Regions from separate parts of the Callithrix jacchus genome. Here region 1 is linked to region 2. Evidence: chromatin contacts called from public Hi-C data. All regions are on one chromosome and are shown on one strand. Each heading gives the region's core, a stretch centred on a gene start, on an enhancer-like site or on the middle of the called end of the contact. The rest is flanking DNA. Distances are from core to core; before and after follow the strand shown. Region 1 holds the start of WNT9A (Wnt family member 9A). Region 2 holds the start of JMJD4 (jumonji domain containing 4).

The links. Hi-C and Micro-C count contacts between places; a contact is called where the count stands out from the background.
Region 1: a Hi-C map of skeletal muscle shows a contact between it and region 2, with 5 times the contacts expected there. The contact joins the promoter of WNT9A here to the promoter of JMJD4 in region 2. A contact is called at or near these places in 2 of 3 Hi-C or Micro-C datasets (both in skeletal muscle).

What each region holds. Positions count from the first base shown.
Region 1 is chr19:38,795,173-38,802,547 of calJac240_pri, reverse strand. It overlaps WNT9A (Wnt family member 9A), which reads left to right and starts at 3,834. Exons shown (of 4, transcript XM_035280681.3): 1 at 3,834-3,973. The coding sequence starts at 3,879.
Region 2 is chr19:38,613,800-38,621,347 of calJac240_pri, reverse strand. It overlaps JMJD4 (jumonji domain containing 4), which reads left to right and starts at 1,762. Exons shown (of 6, transcript XM_078357090.1): 1 at 1,762-2,053; 2 at 2,252-2,417; 3 at 3,299-3,406; 4 at 3,621-3,876; 5 at 4,302-4,448; 6 at 4,748-7,548. The coding sequence starts at 1,792. The coding sequence ends at 5,032. SNAP47 (synaptosome associated protein 47) reads right to left here and starts at 1,647. Exons shown (of 7, transcript XR_013529912.1): 1 at 1,586-1,647. It also overlaps the pseudogene LOC144580330.

The DNA of each region.
Region 1 (7,375 bases), core at 2,585-5,084, 180 kb before region 2:
CATAGTTCAGTGCAGCCCTGAACTCCTGGGCTCAAGCAATCCTCCTTCCCCAGGCTCCTGAGTGGCTGAGACTACAGGCACACACTGTAATGGCCACCTAACTTGTTTCATTTTTTTTATTTGTATTTTTAGTAGAGAGGGTTTCACCACGTTGGCCAGGCTGGTCTCGAACTCCTGGCTTCAAGTGATTCGCCTGCTTCAGCCTCCCCAAATGCTGGGATTACAGGCATAAGCCACTGTGCCTGGCCCAGCTAATTTGTTTTTCTTCCTTTTTTTTTTTAGATGAAATTTCATTTGTGTCGTCCAGGCTGGAGTGCAATGACTGAATCGTGGCTCACTACAACCTCTGCCTCCCAGGTTCATGCGATTCTCCTGCCTTGGCCTCCTGAGTAATAATGATTACAGGTGCCCACCACTACACCAGGCTAATTTTTTATTTTTTTATTTTTAGTAGACAGGGTTTCACCACGTTGGTCAGGCTGGTCTTGAACTCCTGACCTCAGGTGATCCACCTGCCTCAGCCTCCCCAAGTGCTGCGATTACAGGCATGAGCCACTGTGCCCAGCCTGCTAATTTGTTTTTCTTTCTTTCTTTCTTTCTTTCTTTATAGACACAAGGTCTTCTTTGTTGGTCAGGTTAGTCTGGAACTCCGGGCCTCTGGCGTCCATACCTGGCTTCCCAAAGTACTGGTAATAGAGGGGTAAGCCCCACACCTGGCCTGGTATTGATTGGCGTTAGACTTCTGTTCACCCGACTGTGGGCCGGAGATGGCTTATCCTGCCTACTCCCCTCCCCTTACCTGGAGAGCTTCTTAGGGCTGGGAGGCCGTGGGAAGTTGTGGGTACGACGCACCTTCCAGCCAGAGAACCAGCAGCCTCGGCTTCTCCAATGGAAACACAGAGGCCACTTTGCCATGGGCCAGACTGCAGTCTACTGGATGGCAGTGAAAAAGCCCACCCTCCCTGGGAAATGTCTCCCCCTCACACCGTGCCCAAGGTTGTCTGGATGTGGCTTAGGTGGGAGAAGCAGGGGGCGGGAGCAGGCGCTTGCCTCCCTAGCGCCATGTGCCCTTGGGCGGGTGAACGCTGCCCTCTGGGAGGGGCCACCAGCTGCTGCAGTTGAGACAGCAGGCAGACCGTGGTGGGTGAGGGCAGCCAGACATGAAAGGGAGTTTGAGGCTGGGAGATTTGTGGAAGAGGGTGTGGGAGATTTGTGGGAGGGAGTGTGGTTCCCCTTGGGTCCAGGTAGGCTGAGGGGACCACCTCGGTCTGTCACCATCATCCCAGGTGCAGGGAGGTGAGAGCTGGGCCAGTCTGCCAGACCTCAGGGGTATCTGTGGCATTACCCCCTGCATAGGGCACTGGGCCCTACCACCCATGTGCCCTGGGTCCTGTCAGCCACATGCTCTGGGTCCTGATAGGCTCCTGGCTGGGCGGGGGCTTCAAGTGGGGGTTTGGTGGGGCCACTCAGGTCTGGCCTGTCAGTCCCACCACCACCGAAAGCTGCCAGGAGCTGATGGCCTCCCTCCTCTGGGGAAACAGCAGGGCCCTTCCTGAGTCCATGGATGTTGGATGTTCCTTCTCAGCACCCTCGTGCACCAAATGTGTTCCCAGAGTCCAGGGCTGGGACTAGAGACCCCTCGCCCTCAGCCGGCCAGGCAGCTGCCTCGTTCCTCAGGGACCACTACGCTGCCTGGGACAGCTAACCGGGAGAGCGCTTCACGCCCAGTGGACGGGAGCTGTGTTGCCAGAGGCTTGTGATGCATGTTTACAATCTCACGCCTCTTCTTGGAGGCAATCTCCATGCCTTTAAGCCTGTGATCGCCTGCCTGCTCTCCTCTGCTGCCTCTTGCCTCCAGGTGCTAGAGCTGGACCTTGGGGGCTCACTGGTGCCCACGGTTGTGCAGCACGTGGGCCTCCCCGGGGTTGCTGCAGCCTGGGTGGCTGGGCTGCCGTCTGCCCTCCGTTTGCTGAGCCAGCCCCACTTCAAGGGAGGCGGCTCATCCCCTCATGAGCAAAAGAGGACAAATGAGTGCCCTCTCCCCACCCCACAGGAGGGGGTCCTATGGATGGGGAAGGATGTGAGGCCAGTCACACTCAGTGGAAAAGCAGAACCAGGGGCCAGGGCTCTCATACAGGACATCACACCTTAGAGAAAAGCCACCAGTCACTGGAGTTGGTTGGGTCTCAGACGGGGAAACTAAGGCCCAAGAGGGAGTGACTGCCGGGCCCAGTCTCCTCCCTGCCCCAGCCTTACCCTGCCCCACATGTACCTGGAGCTCACGTGGCAAGCTGGCCAGGATGGACTCAGGAAGGGCATGGTCACCAGGGTGGCCCACGTGGCCAGGCTTTCCCAGGGAAGCAGGGCCAAGAGCCCAAGAGGTGGTGAGGGTGGCTCAGAACCCTCATGGGGGCCATTTTCTGCTGTTTTCTTCTCCTGAGGACTCCTCATATCCACCTGTCACTGCCACAGTCAGGTCGCTGATGGGCAGGGTTTCACAGCCTTCTGGGGCATTTGCTCTTCCCCCCGGGTCCTGCGGTCACTGTGCCAGAATCAGCCCCTGCAGACGCAGAGGTCACTGCCTAGAGAGGCCTTCCTTCCCGGGGGCAGTGCTGGTCCCGAAGCCCAGGTCTCTGAGGCCCCTGCAGCACGTGGCCGGGCAGGCTCGCTGGCCCTAAGTGTTCTTGGTCTTGGCAGCCTGGCCTGTGGGGGGGGGGCACCACCCCGCACTGACCAGGGTCTGCAGGTGGCAGGTGAATGACATGCCTCCACCAGCCTGGATCCGGAACCCGTTCTTGTGTCTCTTGCTTTGCGGCACAGAGGCCCCATCCAAAGAACCTCAAAGCCTTCTCCTGGACGTTCCGTCTGGAACGTGTGCACCTGTGTCCTAACGCCAGCTCTGGGTCCTCTGACACCATCCTGCTTCAGAAGCGGCTCTGAATCCGCATCAGCAGCGGGGACGAGTCTCTGGGCGGCGACTCTGCCCTTCTAGCTGCCTGGGCGTGCACCTTCCATCCCAGGAGTCCTCTTTCTCCCCAGTCCCGGCCAGGAAACAGGAGAAGGGCGTCGCCCGATGGCTGGTGTGGCAGTGTCTTAGCCGCTAGCTCCCCTCCCACAATTTAAGAATGGGGAGACCACCAGGACCCCAAAAGATAGAGCGACTCACCTCTCAGCCCCAACAGGCCACGTCGCTTCATCCCCAGGCCCAAAGCAGCCACCGTGCCCGCCAGAGAGGAGCGCTTCCTTGGCCCCGCTCTTGAGGGGGTTAGCAGGCGCAAAGGGCGCAGGCATCGCCGGCTAGCCCGCCTCCTCCTCGCCAGGCTTCCCCCAGGGCAGCAGCGCAGCGCCCAACTCGGGGTAGACGCCCGGGTCCTCTGCATCCCCGACCGTCCCAGCCTCGAGCCCCGCCGGCAGCTAGCCCGGCCGCCAACGCCTCCCCTCCCCTCCCCCTCGGTCCCGCCCCCGGGGCCACCCCAAGCTCCGCCGGCAGCGCCCCCAACGCTCTACCCGCTTCCCCGCGCCCGCCCCCGGCCCCCCGAAGCCGTCCCGCGGCGGCCGCCCAGAGTTCTCGCCCGCCCCGCCCTCGGTTCCCACCGCTCTCCGCCCCTCCTTCCTCCGTCCCCGCGGGCGGGGCGCGCCTGAGACCCGCGCCGGGAGAGGCGGCCGGGGCCCCGCGTGGCCAGGAGGGGCCGGCGGGCGGGCGGGCGCGCGCGCGGCTCGGGTTTCGGCCCGCCCCCGGCGCCGGCGTGATCCCCTCCCGGGCGCGGGGCGGGGCCGGGCCCAGCTGGCCGCGCTCCGGGCGCTATAAGAGGGCGGCGGCCGCGACGCGTCCTGCGCGGAGCTGGGAGCGCGATGGTCGGCCGCCGCGGCGCGGCAAGATGCTGGATGGGCCCCCGCTGGCGCGCTGGCTGGCCGCGGCCTTCGGGCTGACGCTGCTGCTCGCCGCGCTGCGCCCTTCGGCCGCCTACTTCGGGTAGGTGCCTTCCGCGGCCGGCGCGCACGGGTGGGCGGGGGCGGCAGAGCCGGGGCGGGGGCGTCGGAGTCCCGGGGGTGGCTCGGGCCGGGGCGCGGCGGGGCCGCCGGGTTGCCTGGCGCTGTGTGTTTGCCGCGCGCGCGTCGCTCCGTCCGCTCCGCGGCGGGGCACGGTAGAGAGGCGGGCGGACCCGTCGGGCTTGCGCGGGGCCGCCGTCCTCCGTGACCGCGGAATCGTGGTGGTCGCCGCCGCGGTGAGCGGGACCGCCTCTCGATTAGGGACTGGGATCAGGTCCCGGCTTCTTGGGGCCGCCCTGTGCTTGCCAAACGGCTGGAGCCTGAGTCTTCGGCCGCAGCCCATCGCCCACCTAGCAGCTCCCCGCCTTTCTCTCCTCGAGAAGTTATTTAACAGTAACAAAAATACGTACAAAATCCAGATGTTCCTTGCGCTGAGCCCCAAAGGGAGAAAGAAAGAAAAAAAAACCCTCCAAGCTGGAGGAATTTGTTTTTCTTGCGCTTTGCTTCTGACGCTGTGGCGTGGACCCCTGCCCGCGGGAGCGCGTCTGCAGGACCTGGCCTGGAGCGCAGGGCCCGGCCGGAGCGTCCCGCGGTGTCACTGCCGGTGCTCGCGTGTGTCTGCAGCGGCGCCTTGCCGGGCTGTCGGCGCGTTTCTCTGCCTTTCCTTCCCTTCCCCCCTCCCAGGTCGGGGATGCCCAGCCCAGCGACCTTATAGGGACCTCGCCGCGCTTCGGGCACGCCGAGGTGCAGGGTGGCACCGTGCGAGGCAGCGCCCCCGGCCTCCCCGCCACTCTCCCACCTCTGCCCCGGGCGCCGCCCCTGGGAGCCCTGGTTGGCCTTCGGATCCCAGCCCCCGACCTGGGCGCCCTGGGCCGCTCCCTGGGCCGCCGCCCTCCGCCGGTCACCTGTTCCCGGCCCTCTGGCCCGAGCGCCGGCGCGAGGCTGCCTGGCCGGCAGAGGGCCCCGTTGGTCCAGGAATCTGGCACCCGCCAGGGTGGGGAGAGGCCGCCTGGGCCGAGGAGCCCTGCAGGTGTATCCTGTTCTCAAAGAAAATAAAATATTTTCATGGGAAACTTTCCCTTTGTGTTTTTCTTTCTCCGCCTTTTTTCTCTCCGTTCCTTTCTTCTGGGTCGTCTTCCAGGGTCAGCTCGGTGTCTCCGTTCCCTGGGGCCCCCACCCACAACCCTCTCCTGGCTCCGACTGTGGGTACGGCCCTGGGCCGGGCTGGCACGCCACGGCACGCCATCTGTGCAGCCCGTAGCCTCACCCGGGAAGGCAGAAGGGAGGGCCACAGGTCCGCGGTGAGTCACGGGGGCCTTGCCAGCCAGCTGTGCTTCCCTGCTCTCCGGCCCAGCGGAGGCTCTGCTCCTCTGGCTCCGGACACACCCTGGGCTTGTCTGGGCTGGGCGGCTTTGTCCCTGCTGTGATCCGATTCCTGGCGACGGGGTGGGGCTGGGTCCTGGCCTCTCCTCCTCTGATCTGTCTCTGGGCTCTGCGCCCCGGTGGAGGTCAAGGGGCTCTGCTGCTTTAGCTGAGTGCGTGTGTTTCAGCTCTCTTGCTTTCTTGCTGTGGTGGCTTCTCTGGCCAGGCCCCCTGGGCCCTGCTTCTTAGCTGCAAAGGGCCCATCAAGGGAGGATTCCTGAGTCCTGTCCTGAGGGCAGTTCTCCACATAGCCGCCATGTGGGAAGTCCAGAGGGCAAAGCCTTCAGGGACAGCTGGCATTGCAAGAGGGCAGCTAGGACTCTGTTTGACGGAGAATGAGCGCCTTCCCGAACCAGGGGCTGGGGAGGCGTCCTGGGTCAGGGCAGGCCAGGCTCCCCAACTCTAGTCAGCTCCTGAGGTTGGGCTGTGGAGGGGAAGAGGGCACAAAGGGCTCCAGGCTGGCTTGTGTGTAGAGAAAGGCCTCTCCTGCTGGTTGGGGTCTGGGACTGTGGCTCCTGGCCCAGCGAAGGCAGGGGCGGCCCAGGGCATTAGAGGCCAGGTGGAGCTGGATCGGGGCCAGTGTGGCCCTCCCCAGCTCCAGTCCAGGGAGCAGGGAGAAGGGGCTGGGATCTAGGGCCTTTTTTTCCCTTCCCCCCTCTTGAGAGCTCTGCCTGGCACGGAGGCTCCCGGGCAAGAACGCGGCTCCAGTTACAGCCCAGGAACCCGGAGAGGAGAGCCTGGCCTGGGGGAGGGTCATGTGGGCCCACGGGAGTCCTCGCTGCCCCCTCCCTGAGCTGCAACCCAACCCTGGCCGGTGCCTGCTGCCCTCCTGGAAGCCTCTGGCCACCAGGCTGGACCCCCTGTGGGGAAGAGGCTCCCTTGGCCTGGCCCTGCACCTCCGCCTGGCTAGCAGGTGGAGTTTCCATCTGGTTCTCCCAGGGCCGTGTCCCCATGCCTCCTTGCTGGCTTGGCCCCAAGCCCTTCTAGACAGAGGGGTAAGCAGGGAGGCCAGCCTGAGGCCATGGGGAGGGCTTGGGGTGCAGACTCAGACCCTCTCCTGAGGCTGCAGCGAGAGGGTAGGCCTGGGGGTGGCCTGAGGACATGGCTTGTCCTCTGTTGGGAGGCCCCTCTGGCCTCACCCTTGCTGGGTTGTGGTCTCAGGTAAGATGGTGGGTCCGGATTAGACGCTGGGGCTGCTCCTCGGCTGGGCCCACACACTGGATGTGGTGTCGGGGCTGGGTCTGGGGGCTGTTGGTGCCCAGTGGGGCTTGAACCCCTGCCCCTGGCTGGTGGGCTGCCTGGCTCCCTGGCACTGTGGCCTTATCCTTAGGGGTCCCGGCTAGCTTGGGACAAGGGCAGCAGCTTCCCACGGGGGCTGTTCTCTAAAGGCCCTGAGGCTGTTTTGTGGTGGTGGCCTTGTAGATAACTCAGGAAACATTTGCAGGCCACTCTGGGGGCCGAGATGGTGGGAGGCCCGGCCCTGCCAGGTTGTCCCCTTCTCTGGGCCTCAGTAGCCTGGAGGCCTGCCTGGAAGAGGCATGAGCAAGGCTGGCACTGAGGGATTGTTGAGGTGCCCCCGGCTGTGGCTCCAGAGCCAGCCGTCGGGACTGGAAGGTGCTTGGAACTGATCCAGAGCCCAGGCTGAAGGGAGTGACCACTGCGAATCAGGGGCCCGGTGGCTTTTGTTATTGGATGTAACTCACGTCCTGTGAAATCCACCCTTTTAAAGTACATATCCCCGTGGTTTTGAGTACCTCATTTGCCAGGCCTTGCAGCTCTTACCACTGTTTGATTCCAGAACATTTTCCTCACCCCAGAAACCTCATACGCATTAGGCGGTCGCTGCCATCCCTTCCCCCAGTCCCTGGCAAGCACTCGTCTGTGTTCTGTCTCCATGGGTCCGCCTGTCCCGGGCGTTTCCTAGAAATGGAATCCTGTGCGGTGTGGCCTCCATGCCTGGCTG
Region 2 (7,548 bases), core at 513-3,012:
AAAGAAAACTAAACTGGGCATGGTGGCTCCTATCTGTAGTCCCAACTATTTGGGAGGCTGAGGCAGGAGAACCGATTAAGCCCACGAGGTGGAGGCTGCAGTGAGCTGTGATGATACCACTGCACACCATCTCCAAAATGAAAAACAAAACAAAAAACTGCTCTGGGCTCCCCATGCATTTAGCACTTCTTTCTTTGGAATCCCAACTGGTCCCACCTGAGGATAGTGTGGGGAACTCCCTTGCTGCCACTTTTGGGGTGACTCCAGTTGCAAGTTTGGCAAAACACTCCTCATGTCACCACTCTGATGTCCTCTAAATTCAGCCCTGCTCATGTGTACGCAAGCCCCAAATCCCCACCCACAGTCCCACCACACCTTCATTTCACACTCTTTCTCATTCCCCACCATCTTCTCCAGACAACCGTTGTCCCCTGGGTCCCCCTGCCATGCCCTCCAGGTCCCCTGTGGGCCCCATTCTCCCATCTAGGTCACCCTGACCCCTTCGGCTCCCCCCGCTACATTTTCCTCCAGGTCCCTGTCATCCTCTCTAGATCCCAGCATACCCTCTAGGTACCACTGATCGATCCCTCCAGATCCCCACCAACCCCTCCAGGTCCCCTACCATCTCCTCCAGGTCCCCACCATCCCCTCCAGGTCCCCATCATCCCCTCCAGATCCCCATCAACCCCTTCAGGCCCCCACCATCCCCTCCAGGTCCCCACTGCCCCATGTCCTCCAGGTGCCACCATCCTTTTCAGGCCCCCACTGTCCTCATCCCTCCAGATCCCACCATCCCCTTAAGGTCCCACCATACCCTCCAGGTCCCCACCATCCCCTCCAGATCCCCACCAACCCCTCCAGATCCCCACCATCCCCTTCAGGCCCCCACCATCCCCTCCAGGTCCCCACCATCCCCTCCACAACCCCACCATCACCTCCAGGCCCCCACTGTCCCCATCCCTCCAGTTCCCACCATCCCCTCCAGGTCCCCACCATCCCCTCCAGATCCCACCATCCCCTCCAGATCCCCACCATCCCCTCCAGGTCCCCACCATCCCCTCCAGATCCCACCATCCCCTCCAGGTCCCCACCATCCCCTCCAGATCCCCACCATCCCCTCCAGATCCCCACCATCCCCTCCAGGACCCGCCCATCCCGTCCATGATCCCACCATCCTCTCCAGGTCCCCACTACCCCCATCCCCTCCAGGTCCCTTCGTCCCCTCCAGGTCCCCACTGTCCCCATCCTCTCCAAGTGCCACCATCTTCTCCAAGTCCCCATCGTCCCCTCCAGGACCCTACCATCTCCGCTAGGTCCCACCATCCTAGGGCCCCCCTAGATCTCCCTCTGGGTCCCACCGTTCCCTCCGGGTTCCATCATCCCCAGGCGCCCCCACACCGCCGCACCCCCGCGCCCAGAACCGCCTCTGTCCCCGCCCCTCTCCCAGCGCTGCCCGCATACCCCGCCCCCCACCAGAGATGCGGGAAGGAGGGCTCGGGCTGTGTCAGCCACAGCGCGCGGACGGAGACAAGGGCGGACACCAGTGCTTGGGCCGGGCCCCCAACAGGTCAGTGCCGTCGCTCACCTGAGGGACGCCAGACTTGCCCCAGAGCAGATCCGAGGCGCCGCGGCGAGCCTTGCGCAGGCGCAGGGCGGGCGTGCGGGGCGGGCGCCCCAGGCGCGGGTCGGGCGGAAACGCAGCGCCTTGCGCTTTCTGGTTCCGAGGCTTGTCCTTACCCTTTCTGCTCCGGCGGAAGTGAGGAGGGGGTCCTTCGACCCCAGCCCGGCCGGATGGACCGCGAGACGCGCGCGCTTGCTGACCGCCACTTCCGAGGCCTGGGGGGCGGTGTGGCTGGCGTCGGCCGGGCCCCGGACCGGGTGGCCTTTGTCTCGGATCCGGGCGCCTTCTCCTACGCCGACTTCGTGCGGGGCTTCCTGCTGCCCAACCTGCCCTGCGTGTTCTCCAGAGCCTTCACGCAGGGCTGGGGCAGCCGACGGCGCTGGGTGACTCCCGCGGGGAGGCCCGACTTCGACCACCTGCTGCGGACCTACGGTGGGGCGGCGGACGCAGACCCCGGGCAGGGAGGGGCGGCCGGCGGGACCCGGGCTCATGAGGTCCCCGCCCAGAGAGGGGCACCAGGGAGGGTGAGGGGGCCGGGCGCGTGGCGCCTCGAGAGTTCCTCTGCAGACGGTTTGGAGTGTGGACGGGGCCCAGGGAAATGGCATGGACCGTGCCTGACTTTCATTTCAGGAGACGTGGTTGTACCAGTGGCAAACTGTGGGGTCCAGGAATACAACTCGAACCCCAAAGAGCACATGCCCCTCAGAGACTACATCACCTACTGGAAAGAGTACATCCGGGGGGGCTACTCCTCTCCTAGGGGCTGTCTCTACCTCAAAGACTGGCACCTCTGCAGGTAATGGGGCTTGGGATGCACCGAGGCGCTGCCTTCCCTAGCACGGGAACCCAGAGGCCTTTCTCAGGGAGGTGGCCCAGGCGGCACCAAGAGGAGCTGTTTCCCCCCGTGAAGTACTTTAATCTGTTTAAAAGAAACTGGGTTGTCTTCGGCATGGGTGCAAGTGTTGTTCTTTGGGAGGTCAATATGGTTTTTTTTTCCTTTTTTTTGAGACGGAGTTTCGCTCTTGTTACCCAGGCTGGAGTGCAATGGCGCGATCTCGGCTCACCGCAACCTCCGCCTCCTGGGTTCAGGCAATTCTCCTGCCTCAGCCTCCTGAGTAGCTGGGATTACAGGCACGCGCCACCGTGCCCAGCTAATTTTTTGTATTTTTAGTAGAGACGGGGTTTCACCATGTTGACCAGGATGGTCTCGATCTGTTGACCTCGTGATCCACCCGCCTCGGCCTCCCAAACTGCTGGGATTACAGGCTTGAGCCACCGCGCCCGGCCTTTTTTTTCCTTTTTTTAAATGGATCCCCTCAGCCTTCCTAGTAGCTGAGATTATAGGCATGCACCTCCACGCCCAGCTAATTGCTAATTTTTTTTTTTTTTTTTTTTTGGTAAGAGACTAAATTATCCCATGTTGCCCTGTCTGGACTTGAACTCCTGGGGTCAAAACACTGATTATAGGCATGAGCAGAACTTTTTCATAAGTGAACCATTGGCGTCAGACCATCTCCCCCCACCCCACCAGCAGCAGCAGCTGGCTCAGAGAAGGTGCTGCGGCCCCTTGGCTGCAGGCATTTGGCAGCTGCACTGGAGGTGGGTGTTCTCAGGTGCCCACTCGTGTTGCCCTGGTCTTGTGTCTCACGCGCTGTTGGTGGTGCACCCTCCTCACAGGGACTTCCCGGCGGCAGCAGAGGACGCATTCACCCTGCCAGTGTACTTCTCTTCTGACTGGCTGAATGAGTTCTGGGACGCGCTCGAGGTGGACGACTACCGCTTTGTGTACGCAGGGCCTGCAGGCAGCTGGTGAGACCACAGATGTGGGGGTGGCGGGCTGGGAGGCTCAGGGTGGCAAGAGGGGGCTGCTTGGCACAGGCCTCACAGTGGGTGCCTCGAGACCAAGGGGCCACCCTCCTTCAGTTGGAGGCCTCTAGGGTGCCAAGCAAAGCCCGTACCAGCTCCTGCAGGCACGAACCAGACGCTCTTGCTGCTGCAGGTCCCCATTCCACGCTGACATCTTCCGCTCCTTCAGCTGGTCCGTCAACATCTGTGGGAGGAAGAAGTGGCTCCTCTTCCCACCAGGGCAGGAGGAGACTCTGCGGGACCGCCACGGCAGCCTGCCCTACGACGTCACCTCCCCGGCACTCTGCGACACACACCTGTACCCGCAGGGCCGGCTTGCTTGCCCACCCCTGGAGGTCACGCAGGAGGCGGGCGAGATGCTGTTTGTGCCCAGTGGCTGGCACCACCAGGTACACAACCTGGTAAGGCAGTGAGGCGCCCTGAGGCCTGGATCCAGGATGTGCTGCTCTCCTGCTCCTGTCAGGGGCCTTCCTGCAGGAAGACGGCAGCACCTCCTCCCCACTGTCCCAGCCAGAGCGGGGCTGGGATGGGGTGGCTCGTGGGTGAGGCTGGTCCCTTCACAAGGTGGCATCACTGAGGCCCAGCCTGTTTCACCCCTGCTGGTCCCTAGATCTACTTGCCCTGGGTTCGCTGTGGCATGAGGTGGTCCCAGTCTAATACCCACTTCCCTGCTGAGCAAGCCCCACGGTGAGACAGGAGGGCCCTTCTGGCTGCAGAGGGCTGGACCCCACAGTGGGTTCCTGGTGCAGGAGGTGTGGGCTGGTTGGGGGCTCCTGCCGTGGGTTCAGGCCTGCCCGCACCGTGCCCCTTCCAGGATGACACCATCTCCATCAACCACAACTGGGTCAATGGCTTCAACCTGGCCAGCATGTGGTGCTTCCTGCAGCAGGAGCTGCGTGCCGTGCAGGAGGAGGTCAGCGAGTGGAGGGACTCCATGCCAGACTGGCACCACCACTGCCAGGTGGGGCGGCTGCACACGGAGGCCACTGGGGCCAGGTCCTCGTGAGGCCTGCAGGCTCAGGGTGGGTGTGGCTGTGAGGCCGAGCTGCGGGTAGGCGCGGGCTGTGAGAGTGTGGAGTAGCCTGGGCTGAGCCCCCGGGAGGCTTTTGGGCTGTGTGGCTCAGACCCCCTGTTCCCCGCCCGGCTTCTCAGTGCCTCTGTCTTACTGGTCCCCTCTTCGTCCTTGGAGAATGGGCGCATGTCGGGTTCTTTGCAGCCTGCACTGTGTCCTCAGCTCACTGGCCTCTTCCTTCTGCGCAGGTCATCATGAGGTCCTGCTCAGGCATCAACTTTGCAGAGTTTTACCACTTCCTCAAGGTCATTGCCGAGAAGAGGCTTCTGATCCTGGGGGAGGCGGCCGCCAGGGATGATGCTGGGTTGAGCTTCGAACAGGCAGCCTTTGATGCTGGGCGCCTCACAGACGTGCTGGCCTCCTTGGTTGCGCACCCCGACTTCCAAAGAGTGGACACCAGCATGTTTTCACCACAGCCCAAGGAGCTGCTGCAGCAGCTGAGGAAGGCTGTTGCTGCCACCTCCGCCCCATAGCACCTGTCGAGAGGACAGAAGGATGGGCGGAGGAGAGGATGAGAGCCAGCCTCCTGCTCCAGGGCCCTTCCAGAAATAAAGAGCGCCCTCCCTATGACCTGGGGCCCACCCCTGTCGAGCCTCGTGGCCTGGCTATTCATGGCCACTGGGCTGTTTTCGGGTGAGGCCCAATGAGGTCAGGAACCCAAGATGGGATGTGGCCCTTCTGACCTGCAGCAGGCCTGCTGGGAGCTCAGGGGTGGCGCCATGACCCCTTTCTCTCGGGGGCCCTGCCTTCTTAGGCTGGGATGCCTAAGCTGACAGGAGGCCATGTCTTCTCTGGAGGCTCCTCTCTCTAGACCAGCCCTATCCCCTCATCTCAGGCCTAGGTGGCCACCCTTGGCTCTGCCCTGTGGGCTCAGGGAGGGGTTGGAGCAGTGCTGTGCAAGCTCACCAGGGCCTCCAGGCAGGGCTGGGGCTGGCCCATCCTCCAGGTGATAGGCTGCAGAGTCAGTGGCCTGCGCCTTTATGGGTCCCCAGAGGGGATGGCCAGGCTGGGCTGGCCTCTAAGCAGGGCTGGCAAAGAGCCTTGTCCTCGGCCACTTCCCTGCCTTCAAGGTAGCCTTTGCAGGGCCTGTGGGCAGCTGGAGAAGCCATTGATGTTGGGGTGGAATCCCATCTGCTGCTGAATCCACACTTGGGCCTGGAGAGGCTGTGTCTGTTGTGCACTCACAGCTGGGTCTTCCCAAGGATGCTGTTCTCAGGAGCGGTGTGTCTCTGGCCCCTCTGCACACTGGGCATGATGGAGGTGTGGGCAGGCTTGTCCAGGCCAATCAAGGGTTCTGTCTGTTCAGCAGTGAATAGCCCAGGCCTGTGGTGGGGAATGGACTCTTGTGGGGTCCTCCTGCAGAGGATGCCCCCAGGCCTCAGCCCTCTAGCAATCCACAGTATGTGGAGACTGGCACTCTGCCAGCCCTGCCCTTGACCCAGAGGCCAGCATGTTTTCACCTGGTCAGCTGCCTCACCCCAGCAGGGGAGAAGGCATCCGAATCCACAGAGGTGGCACATGCCATGGCTTGTGCATTGCCTGCCTGTGGCATCTGCTGGGGCTGCTGGCACTTAGCTAGGATGGAAGCCTCCAAGAAAGGCAGGCAAGGGTCTGCTCTGTTCAGTGAATCATGCAAAGCGTTTGCAGAGACACCTTTACACAGTAGGTGCTTCATATGTGTGTATCGAATGAGCTCCAGCCAACAACTTTCTAGGGACCCGTATGCTGGGACCCTGGTCTGCGTGGGGATGCTCTGAGATGTCATCCAGCCTCCTACAGATGGAGCCCGCGCTGCCCAGACCACGCATGGCAAAGGTGCCTTGTAAGGGAGGAGGGGAGGTAAAACATGCATGGCTGTAGCCTCACCAGGGCCAGACCCAGGCTGAGTGTGGGATGTGGCTCACCCGTTTAGCTGCTCTGCCAACCTCTGAACTTGGGCCTCTTGGCACCCCACCACTCAGGCACAGGCTGAGACCAAAGGTGTGGGTTTGTGCCCCGAGGACTTGTGACGAGGTGCCTCTGCTGGAGCTGGGGCTCCCCTTTGAGCAGCAGGTTCAGCACCTGCAGGGGAGGGTCACAACCTAGTGGTGGGCACCAGTTGTCCTTCAGCTTCTGCAGACCCCCAGGCGGCCAGGGCCCAGACCAAGCCCCCAGATCCTTGGTGACAGCCCCAGCAGGAAGAGCTCTCGGTGTTGAAACAGGATTAGAGGGAATTGTCCCAGATGTCTGTGTCTTCCAGTCTGTTAGCTGAGTGAGGGTAGTGTGTTCTGCTTGAGATCATGTATTAAGACCATAGTCACAAACCGTGGTAGAGGCAAGGGGTGCCAGCTAGCGGCTCAAGGTAGCACAGGTCACAGTCTCTTCCTGTCCAGCCTGTGTGGTCCTGCGCTCCTGACCTGGGTGTGAGGACCCTCGTGCTTCTGCAGTCAGAAGGCAGTGCACAGACATTCCCGAGGGCCTTGCTGGCCTCAGTCACTTTTTCTTGCTTAAAGCAAACGTCATTTCCGGGCGTCATGGAACGGAGTGGCCAACGGCTTGCAGAGCAACGTGCCCAAGTTTTATTGTGACTACTGCGATATATACTTCACCCATGACTCCATCTGTGAGAAAGACACACTGCAGTGGTAGGAAACACAAAGAGAAGGTGAAAGACGACTATCAGAAATGGATGGAAGAGCAGGCTCAGAGCCTGATTCACACAACAACAGCTGCATTTCCACAAGGAAAGATACCTCCTACTCCATTCTCTGCTCCTCCTCCTGCAGGGGCGATGAAACCATCTCCCCCAAGTCTTCCGGGTCCTCCTCGCCCTGGGATGATGCCAGCACCCCATATGGGGGGCCCTCCGCCTCCTGGGATGATGCCAGTGGGACCTGCTCCTGGAATGAGGCCACCCATGGGAGGCCATATGCCAATGATGCCTGGGCCCCCAATGATGAGAACTGCCCGTCCCATGATGGTGCCCATTCGGCCTGGAATGACTCGACCA